3 separate regions of the Bombyx mori genome follow, and all the other regions are linked to region 3. The links are chromatin contacts, called in public Hi-C maps. All regions are on one chromosome and are shown on one strand. The core of a region is the stretch at or near the end of the contact, and the rest is flanking DNA. Distances in the headings are between cores, read along the strand shown. Region 1 overlaps LOC101743645 (LIM domain transcription factor LMO4). Region 2 overlaps LOC101743645 (LIM domain transcription factor LMO4). Region 3 overlaps LOC101743645 (LIM domain transcription factor LMO4).

Region 1 (3,459 bases), core at 227-2,726, 92 kb after region 3:
CTATTTTCTTTCATCACCCAAATTGCACAACTGCAAATGGAACTCATCATCGAAATTAAAATTTTCAATCACCAAAACGGTATTAAGCACCTCTTTTTTATATTTAATATGCCCGCCCATTAGTCATATGAAACATGTGCCAATACAAATGATATGGAGGTTTATGAATGACAGGGCGGCAGGGCGGGGGCGGATGAAGCGGGGAGGGTGGACTAATGGATTACATTCGCGCGAGTGAATTAGGATATTGTCGTTGGATCTGTTCCGGTGCACTCCTTATGATCACCGTACACGTCTGATGCCACAAATTAAATATTGATGTTGCGAAGCATTATGTGATTGGACTGTAATTGTAATAAATTGTATGCTTGTTTGAATGTATCATTACGAATTTCCCGCATTCGATAAATACATCGACCAATCTCAAAAGCATAGTCGAATCACGTTAGAAAGAAACATTGTTTATATTCATTTGTCTCGAGACAGTATAATAGGAACAGAAAATTCTAAATACATTTAAATAATCATGTAATACATGACAATATCATCGGTGAACATCCAGAGAGAAAAGACGCGATACCGCACGTGACGCCGAAACTCAGGCTGAGTGTTGGCAGTGCCAAACTGTAGCCTCTCGCTACAAGGGTTTCAACTTATCAATTACACCGTTCGCTACTTACCGCGCGGAAAGGGCAAATTGATTTAATGTAACCAGAGTGCTTTGACGAATATTATTAACGTCTTTTTCGCCCTCCTTTTGTGGGGGCTGTAATGCACGCTTTGTTCTTTCTCGAAGCTATGTGTAACATCGAATCACACTTATCTTATTCTAAATTGCACAGAGTATGTTGTTACGATAGATGGATGAAGCATGTAACTTAATTAGGAAATTAATACTGACTTTGATTTTAAGTCGATTTTCTTTTAAATAGCACCTTTTTCTTTTGAGAACAACTCAAAAATTGCAACGCAAATAGGAATTAGAAGCTGAGTATATCCATAGATGTTGTGCAATGCCAATTTTCTCTGTAATAATCTTGTTGGTCGCCTGGAAGTCTTCCACAATTAAATTTAGAAAACACGTTGTTTTATGAAATAAATTAAAAAAGTTGTGAAAGTACCTATGCTTATACAGTAAATAGTATTCTATTGCATGTGACAATTAGGCGTATTTATCTTATAAGCATTTTAATTATCCCTATTAAATTCATAAAATACTAATTATTTACACAATTAGCATCTAAAATATTGATAAATTATCGTAACGAAGAAAAGCAAAATAATTTAACGCCATCAAAACAAATGTAATAACTCAAAAATGCTCATTATTACGGCACCAACGAGCAAGCATCTAAATTCTGGCACGTCTATTGACACAATCGGATCGACGTGCGAACGGCCAGCCTATATATCCGTCTGTGGGCCGACCGTTAATAAATACGTCGAGTACAAGTCCTCTCATTAGAGCGCCATAACTCCTCATTAGCGGGCATGCTAATTAATGTGACGTTTACGAGGACGTCGCCCGTAACTCACTCTGCGAGCGCCCCGGGCTCTTCCCGCCATTTCTTGCATGTTTCATTCGATCGGTGTTCGTTCTTAACGTTTTTAATGAACGCGCGTAATCCGATCTAGAAATTTCCAACGCATATTCTAATAAAAAAATTTTTTTTTAAGGATATCTAAAATCTAGTTTTCAACATAAGTCAGTATATAAATAGCTCCTATAACATAGCTTTTTCATTGCAAAATTCACTTAAATAAAACAATATTTATAAATGGATTCGTATTTTTAAAATGGCCACTAACTCACCACATGTATGGACCGCCATTTGCATAATTTGTCGTTGAACTACGCAAGCGTACTATAAACTGCAAATCCAGTAATGATGCAAATGAGATTAAAATCATTAAATCTTACTTTTATTATATCAACCTGCGCATTAAGCTGCACTGCTGCCGAGTTTACTAGTCTGTGTGGTTTACATTTAACTTTTACTATCGTAGTAGGGCTGAACGCCTGTCCTATTCTCATATTGAAAACGAAGAGAAACTGCATTCACGGGATATTTATAATTATTTAATAAAATACACTTTTCAATAACTAGATAACTTCTTTGGTTAGTAATAAATATGTTATGAACCGAAAGTAATCTACTTTTGTTTTTTTTTAAAGACAACCCTAACCCAGGTATGAGGGGCTAATATTAAAACGAAGGAGCACCGAACATATCGCACCGCTCCATCGGGGATCAACCGTCGTAATTAAAGCTTTAGGGCGAAAGTTGAACGTGAGATTATAATCGCGGACATAATTTTAAATCAAATTAACACTTCAACTTTAAACCGAGGTCATTAATGGCATTACAGCGAAACAATATGGAGTCGTGACCGCGCCAGCCGATGCCTAAATAATAAATAAATAGATGCGCTATTATCTCGGCATCGCATCTCGCCGTTAATGTTCGACGCTCGACTTTTATAATTAACAATAAATTCGATATGTTTTTTGTGAAGCGGCCAACGATTCGACGCGTCCATTTTTCCTGCAAAGGGCTGCATGCGATACCGATCTTAATAACATGTGTAATAATGCGGCGCCCCTGTGGTCCCCGTTACCTATTTGTTCATTATTAGACCACAAAATACTTACTAACTATACGACTAATTTATAAAGAAACCTCTAGCTAATTTTGTTCTCTTCAATAAATCTTCCTTCCTGGAATTCCGTTGAAAAACACCAAAATACTAGAGGGCCTGGCTCTCGAGCTTCGACTCCGTTATCTCGTTATCCTAATGAAGTCTACGCTAATGACGAGTAGGTAAATAATAGGGCGGCTAATGGGGGCTTTATCATTCTCGAGTGCGCTCCAGGTAAGGGCCAATTAGAGAGCCCGACATCGGTCCATATTGTTCGGCAACTCGCTTCGATTACGATTATTTCCGAACGGCTCTCGATACTGATAAATTGGACAAACTATTGCGAAATGACGTCCGCGGCTTGCGGTCCCAGCTTTAATTTCCTGTTAAATTGTCGTATTCCGACTGCACAATAAAGCATCAACTATCCATGTAATTTAATTGCTTCCCAATAGAACTTAAGTATTTTTCATTTGTTCTATTGATTAGCAGTAATTACACTAACATAAAAAAAAAGACGAGTGGCACTCGGAGACTGCCGCGGTAAAGCTATTGCTTAGCATTTTTTATCAACTTATGTAATTATAATTAGACAATGATAATTTAATATTAAAACAATAATAAAACAAGACCACGCTATATTAAACATTAATAAAAGCAAAACATTAACTGTCCCCTTCACACTCATAAGCTGGACCGCGCGAGAGAGAGATCGGCAGAATTTTCATGATGCGCATGCAGTGTGACGTCACGCCACGCGCTTATTAACACTACACAAGCGCAACGTGTGAATGTGTTGAACGCGAGCTACATAGTAGG
Region 2 (3,846 bases), core at 1,299-3,798, 110 kb after region 3:
CGACTTGGTCGTGACCCCGTGACCTTTCACCTCGACGTGTTACCGATGTTAATGACGGTTTCGTATGATCACGCTTTGTGTTACGAGGAAAAATTAAACAATAATACAATTTAAAGTTACAATCTTAAAAAACAAAAATAAAAATATTTTAATTGTAGTTACAGTTTAATTTTAGATTTATGTGAGTAGTAAACTTTTGTGTATTTATTTGTAACTTAATGTAAATTTCATTGCACCTACCACAATTTTTTTTTTATTGTTTAGATGGGTGAACGAGCTCACAGCCCACCTGGTATTAAGAGGTTACTGGAGCCCATGGACATCTACAACGTAAATGCGCCACCCACCTTGAGATATCAGTTCTAAGATCTCAGTATAGTTAGTAGTATACTCTACACTATCTTTGGTTGACTGTTAGAGAATGCCTTAAGCATTAAATCCGCAAATGTAAATTTTACATGAAGTGTAATAAATAAATAAAGAAATGAAATTTTTTTTAATACTGAAATAATATATTCTCACGTTTTTATTTTCATTTTACGAATCTCGCTTTTGTGTACGGGGCAATACAACAAACACGTATTGCATGTACAGATAAATAATATACATGTTTAATTAACGCCATTTCTAATTCATAATCCGACAGTGATAAATTAGACAGTTCCGGCCGCTCGTAATTAGGTACGCAATTATCGCGGCCCGTTTGAATTCATTAATACGGAGAGTACCTACATCTAAGTAAACGTGATTTATGTCGCGCCGTAGTACTCTGTCGCTAATTGTACTAATAAAACGTAACCTACTCAATATCGATCTTCGGGTTTGAGTAACCGAACAATCAGTGCGGCGTGAAATAATTAATCGACTACACTAAAGCCCCCTCACGTTGTTTCCTTGTTCTATTATTAGGTAATAATCATGTTTGCAGCGACCGCCGGGCGCACATAATTGGAAGCCCCGTACGGCTGTTTAATTTACTTAGCCTCAGCATCTGGCTCGATCGTGAAACAATTGCCGGCCGCCTAATTATATTTTAATCGCAACGGGCCCCTATGCACGCAGCGGTCTGCCGAATAAACTTCGTGTAAATCATTCGAGAACAGATCAAAACACTGCGACGACTCGGGAGTTGTATGAGAATTAGTATCGTTTTTTTTTTTGTTGCTTTGATGGGTGGACGAGCTCACAGCCCACCTGGTTACTGGAGCCCATAGACATTCACAACGTAAATGCGCCACCCACCTTGAGTTACAACGGCAGCCCCACCCTTCAAACCGAAACGCATTACTGCTTCACGGCAGAAATAGGCAGAGTGGTGGTACCCACCCGCGCGGACTCACAAGAGGTCCTACCACCAGTAATAACAATCGTAACATAATTCCTAACGTTGAACACTAAAGCGTTGAAGTGAACGTTTTAATTAAGCACATAGTACATGAGTTGCGAAACACAAGGGCGTCGGGTAAATTAAGTTCACCTTGTTCAAAGTCTGTATACAAGGTTCTGATTTAAAATGCAAGAATATGCTTGTCTTATAGCTAAAGATTAAAGGAGAACATTGTATAGTTTTTTTTTTGTCTAGTCCGAGACCTCGCGAGCTGGTTTCGCATAATAAGATTCGTCAAGGTTGATCAAAGACTATAAATATTTAAATTGAACATTGTCGAAACACCCTTATACGTGAACAGATGTTAACATGAACAACAACTGAACTAAAGATGTCTGCACGGCAATACTGTGAAAGTTATAATAAATTCATAACAATTTCTCTAATAATAATTCGTAAACAAAAAATCGTTAATGTTTTTTTTTATAAATTCTTATTATGAAATCCTCATTGTTGGCTAGTAGTAGTAATAGTTAGAATTCCGACTATGCTGCTATTGAAATAAACACTAAAACTGTTTAAATAATTTTTTACGGTATCACGATATGAATCACAATATGTTCATAGACTTCTACCGACGCAAAGTTTCCTATCGTTGAAACCTATAAGGTAATGATCTGTAAAAGTTACAAGTAGCCGTCAGCCGAAGAGACGTGTGATACGATTTAGGAGGGAATTGCTCCTGCGCCCGTTCTGCATTAGCGTGAAAGCCTCCATGAGGCGGGCGGACGAGGCCTGGAGCTGCGCATTGGCCATTAGCGTGATTAGAGAAGAGCCTCCACTCCTACACCCCGCACCAGTCACCGATTCTTTAGGCCTCTCATCTCATAATAATACATACTTCATTATTAATGAAAGCTCGTGTTTTACTCCCGGAGATTGCACTCGATCTACGTAATTGCGAATCTAATGAATGTTTAAAGTTTATTTTCTTTTTCTTGTTTACAGGTGATGGCATGCTCTTATCTGAGGACGTCGGGCATTAATTCTCAAGTACCAAGCGTGTCCAGTTGGACACCGCCGGTAGCGCCGACTTTTCATTCGTCATATGTGACGGGACCGTCGAATACGACAGCGGTCCCCCCTCCATTCGTGACGCCCTTGGACGCGTTCGGTCAACAGAGCACATCCCTAACGGCGTATCCCGCAAACGATCAGGAGCCGGCCCTCGATTTAACAACAACCCCATCGCTGGAGTCTCGACCTCAGAACAGTGAGGACGAAACAGTGTGATAGTGCTGTGCCACAGACTTTGTTAACACGGGCAGTAGCGAATGTTCACTCACTGAAACGGGCGACACGTAGTCACGCCAGCGAGTAACATTTGCCCTAATGTCATTGAACTGTTAAGTTATATATTTAGTACCTAATACATATTTAATTTCGGTTGTGAAAATGGCAATTTATGTAAAACTTAATTCGCTGTGTGTAAAAATTTCCATTTACTGGTACTTAATAAGCGTTTAACAAAACGGATGTGTATGACACAAGAGTGTTATCTATGTTGATAGCAAGTGATAGCAGGGATGTTGTCGTGAAGGTTTCTATGGCATATCTTACGTAATGTAGTTGTCTACTTCTAGTATATCGTATACTACAAGCTCGTGGTTGTATTGTATTAATGAAATTTAACGGTTAAGATCCATCGAACTGCAATGATTGTTAATATCTATACTTTATTGTCAGCATTTATGCAAATCACTTCAGATTATCTATCACATAATCTAAATAGTGAAGTACGAACAATGTTTAAAATGTACTAGTTAATCTTGTTATACAATTGTATTTAATATCGAATCTTGCCAGAATTGAGTACCAATAAAATATTAATTTAACTTTACACGCGTCTCTGTGATTTGCAATTTTGCTATGTAAATATTCTTGTCGACTAAGTTACTTCATGTTATGAGCTGTATCGAATGCTCGTCAATATTTTTCGTTCGGGTTGTAAATATTAGCGTAACTTTCTAGACGTAAGTAGACACATCTTGTACCTAAAAGTTTTGGCGCGAAACTTCATTGCAATAATTATGATGCCAACATTTTTGAACTTTTAAAATCGAATAAGAAACGTTCTAAATACTTATTAATGATTGTTTCAACGGTTGGACTTGTTCGAATCGATTTTAATGTTAACACTATGTAAGTAATTTTAAACGCTAACATTCCTTGCTGTGTACACTTAGGAAATTATTATTTTAACTGTTATAAATCTTAATCAATGTTAGACCAGTGTTTTAACGATTTCAAAAAGTAATTCATATCAAAACGTTTAGTTGATAATGACAAAAAAAAATATATAAAATGTTAGCGTTTAGTCAGTCTTGCCATCTAATATTAATGTTTAATAGAAAATGAAGAAGCTTGAGGTTTGAAATGAAATGTATTTACATTTAAAGCTCACGGCTAATTCAATTTCTAAGACAAAACACTTGTGGTGTTACCAGTACACAAAGAGA
Region 3 (3,684 bases), core at 973-3,472:
AGAATCTACCACCGGATCGGAAACGCGACCCACTGAAAATCCGGTGAGAAACTCATTGAGCTGTGCCTATGGGTTAATTTACACGTCGAGTTATCGTCGCAAGCGACGGGTTCGACGAGGACGGAGACCGGTGCTTGAGGTACCTAAAAGCACCGTTAATGGATCGGGAGGATCCGTTATGACGTGATCGCGACCCACTGAGAAGATCCGGCGAGAGACTCAGTTGGCTAGACGTAGCGTAGTAGACGTATGAGTCATTTCTACTTTAAAAATAAAAACGACCAGGTCTATTCACCATATCGCACCAAAATAAAACACTGATGAGAATAGTATCCAAATTTTAACCAATATCACGACAATGTTTTTGTTATTCTGTACGTTATCATTAATCATAGGTCTTTGCTGGTTTAAAACCATTGAATACGTCATACCACTTTTACGTGGTTTTGACAAATCGCTAAATATGAACTTCAGGTCCTAAATAACTTTTTTTTATTGCTTATATGGATGGACGAGCTCACAGCCCACCTGGTTTTTAAGTGGTTACTGGAGCCCATAGACATCTACAACGTAAATGCGCCTCCCACCTTGAGATATAAGTACTAAGGTCTCAGTATAGTTACAACGGCTGCCCCACTCGTCAAACCGAAACGCATTACTGCTTCACGGCAGAAATAAACAGGGCGGTGGTACCTACCCGTGCGGACTCACAAGAGGTCCTCCTACCACCAGTAATTACGAAAATTATAATTTTGCGGGTTTGATTTTAACTGTTAAAAAAGGGACCGCGATTATGTATTAGAAAATGAATAATGAAATAAATGTTAAATTTATTGTTGTTTTTGTGTAATTTTTATGCTCTTTAATTGTGCTTTAAAACTATAACAGAATTATTTTGCTGCGTTGAAGATATTTATAAGGAAACTGAGTACGTTCATTTGTAAGTGAATTCGTTCGTGAAATGAGTGCAGTAGGATGACCTCGAGCGGGGAGAGATGGCGGGACATTGTAAGGCACATTAAATCTACCCCGATACTAAATAATGATCACAATCACTCTGTCAAAAATGAAACGACTAGGAAGAAGAATTAGTTCGTGTGTCACGAAAATTCTATCTAATATCTGGTTAAGCTTTTTAAGTTAGGTAGGTAGGCTCATAATCCTCATGCTAAAATCTAATGCGCATATGACCAAAAAACTGCTTCTATTGCGTCGGATCCACAAAAAGTACTAACATAGATGTCGGTCGGTGTAGAAAAAATCTTGCTAAGTACTATCTGTATACAAAGCCGACCTGCATTACAAACAGCAATAGACCTGAAGAATAAATTTTATCTTGAAGATATCTTACGTTAATAGAAGTAGAAAATATTAAATGTAGAAACATAATTTTCATAAATATATAAATCTGACGCGTTTAAGCACATTTATCTTATACGACCGCGACGGTGCAACGCAAAGCCTCCATTGCCCAAAACATGTCTTATCCGATCCCCTGGATTCACTGTCGGTGCTTTTAGGTCCTTCAAGCACCGGTCACCGTCCTCGTCGAACTCGTCGATTACGACGAAGAGCTCGACGAACGAACTAGCCCATAGACACAGCCCACTGAGTTTCTTTGTCGGATCTTCTCAGTGGGTCGCGATTCCAAACCGGTCGTAGATTCTGCGAAGCACTACTCTTGCTGGGGCTAGTGTTAGCAATTTCTCTCAGGTTGAGCCAGTCACCTACCGGTCCGGGCGTAACTGAAATAGCCTCATAGGCTACCAGCGAATAGGCAGAGGAAAAAAGCACATTCTTATCAATTACGAATTGAACACCTAGATTACTCGTAATTAGGTAGTAAGTAGATAAACATAAAAGAAGAAACGAGTTAAAATATGGAATAAGTGAACTCGATGTTGAACGAATCTCAGATCAGCATTAGATAATCCGATTAAGTTAAATGTAATCTTATCAGTATTTGTTTCATTATATTCATGAATTAATCTCTTTATTCGGAAAAATCTTTCATTCGCTATAGAAAAGAGTTTTTAATATCTAGGCGCTTATAAAAGCTTAATTACACAATGAACCAATAATTATAAATTATCAATCGTCGCAAATGTGTGGGTGACGACGGTACGCGATGTCGGTGCGTCATTAAGGAGTATTCACAGAGTCCGACAATATTCTTCATTTACGTACCGGGCGGCCGTCATTTGGCGCATTGTGACCGACACGGAGTGTTCAGCCTCACCCTTAACTGCGCTGCACGGTGCAGTGTGTCGCCGCCTTAATTGTACCCTTGTCTCGCTGTTATGGGCAACATGACGATTTACTTCAAGTTATTGTCGTACTATGTACATACGTGGTTGTCATTGCATTAATGCAGATAATTAAAAGAATAGAATTAATGATATGCTTTGTATTTTAATTGTCTAATATACTTATAATATTTTAGGCAGAGCATCTTTTATGATAGCATCCTTGATATCTAGAGTCTAGACCATCAGCTTAGATAGGAAAAAGCCGAAAGAAAATTAAAAAAAATCGAAAGAAAGAACTCTTTAATATAACTCTTTTCAGATGCTGTAGCTTCTAATTAAAATTTCAATGAAAAATTCAATACAATATAATTAACAACTAAACCAACAAATAAGAAACATAACCTAAAACCTAAGCATAAAATCAAAGTCGTTAATGTCCTGAACCAACTATGGAAAGAAAACGATATTGTTTGAGAGAGCACAGCTGTACCAGTTACCAAACGACTTTAAATAATGCAACAACATAAACATGTTTAAAACCAAACCAAAATGTTTCTTATGTACAGATAACAAAACGCCGATTTTGGTTTGGCACACATTTTATTGACAAACCAATGTGGATTACCATTTCCTTATATTTAATTTAATGTGAACATTATGTTATTACGAGAAATAAATAATATTTAAACCTAATTGAATTGCATTTGCATAACGATTGCCCAGCCCTTCAAGCCGGAAGGCATTGAATCGATCCAGCTTTTTTGTGTGTATCTTTTTTGTTTTGTAACTAAACTACATAGTTAAAGATTAAATTATTTTTAATAATGATAATAGTCAGAATTACAATCAAAATTACATTATATTTGTTACGAAACCTAATAAAAATTAGCGTAAGAAGCGATAACCTTTATTAAACTGTAACTTTCTGACAGTCTAAAAGGTGCACTGCGCTAATTAAGAACTAGAATTAGTAACACGTTCACCTGTCATACTTATAATTTACATGAAGAACTTTACCTCAATGAGATAAAGCACATATTCCAATAACTTTATTAGACTATGTTGTGTAACGGTGCATTTGCTTAGTTATAAAAAAATACCTCGATATCTGTCTAATCTGAGTCATAGATTACCACATCATTTCCATCTAGACATAGTGCTCATGATTAATAGGGCCCATTAAATTTAAACAAAGATTCATTTTCTGAGCGATTGTACTCTTTTAAAGGCAGCATCTCACTGTCGTGAAAGCACTTTTAAAATAATTGTGGAATGGGCCTTTATGTTCGCTCCAAAAAATTTTAGTTACATAATTAAACCTATTTCTTGATACCAATTCACTGGCAACACCTTAAAAAATCGATAGCTTAGTTGAATTTTTGGCGGGAACGCGAGGAGTGAAGTTGTGTGATTTGTTTTATTTTGTCTATTTAGT

Evidence for each region. A called contact is a pair of places that touch in the nucleus more often than the background predicts.
Region 1: a Hi-C map of midgut shows a contact between it and region 3, with 2.0 times the contacts expected there. The contact joins two enhancer-like sites. A contact is called at or near these places in 3 of 7 Hi-C or Micro-C datasets (middle silk gland, midgut and whole pupa).
Region 2: a Hi-C map of whole pupa shows a contact between it and region 3, with 2.7 times the contacts expected there. The contact joins two enhancer-like sites. A contact is called at or near these places in 3 of 7 Hi-C or Micro-C datasets (middle silk gland and whole pupa).

Annotation. Positions count from the first base shown.
Region 1 is chr4:5,438,703-5,442,161 of ASM3026992v2, reverse strand. All of the region lies in intron 4 of LOC101743645 (LIM domain transcription factor LMO4), which reads left to right. Among protein-coding and RNA genes, the nearest start is that of CPR57, 34 kb to the right of the region's middle. Within about 2 kb of position 1,476, at least 5 of the 8 cell types and tissues checked have open chromatin away from gene starts, as enhancers often do.
Region 2 is chr4:5,419,898-5,423,743 of ASM3026992v2, reverse strand. LOC101743645 (LIM domain transcription factor LMO4) reads left to right here. Exons shown (of 5, transcript XM_021349987.3): 5 at 2,336-3,846. Among protein-coding and RNA genes, the nearest start is that of CPR57, 15 kb to the right of the region's middle. Within about 2 kb of position 2,548, at least 5 of the 8 cell types and tissues checked have open chromatin away from gene starts, as enhancers often do.
Region 3 is chr4:5,530,734-5,534,417 of ASM3026992v2, reverse strand. All of the region lies in intron 1 of LOC101743645 (LIM domain transcription factor LMO4), which reads left to right. Among protein-coding and RNA genes, the nearest start is that of LOC119628475, 46 kb to the left of the region's middle. Within about 2 kb of position 2,222, at least 8 of the 8 cell types and tissues checked have open chromatin away from gene starts, as enhancers often do.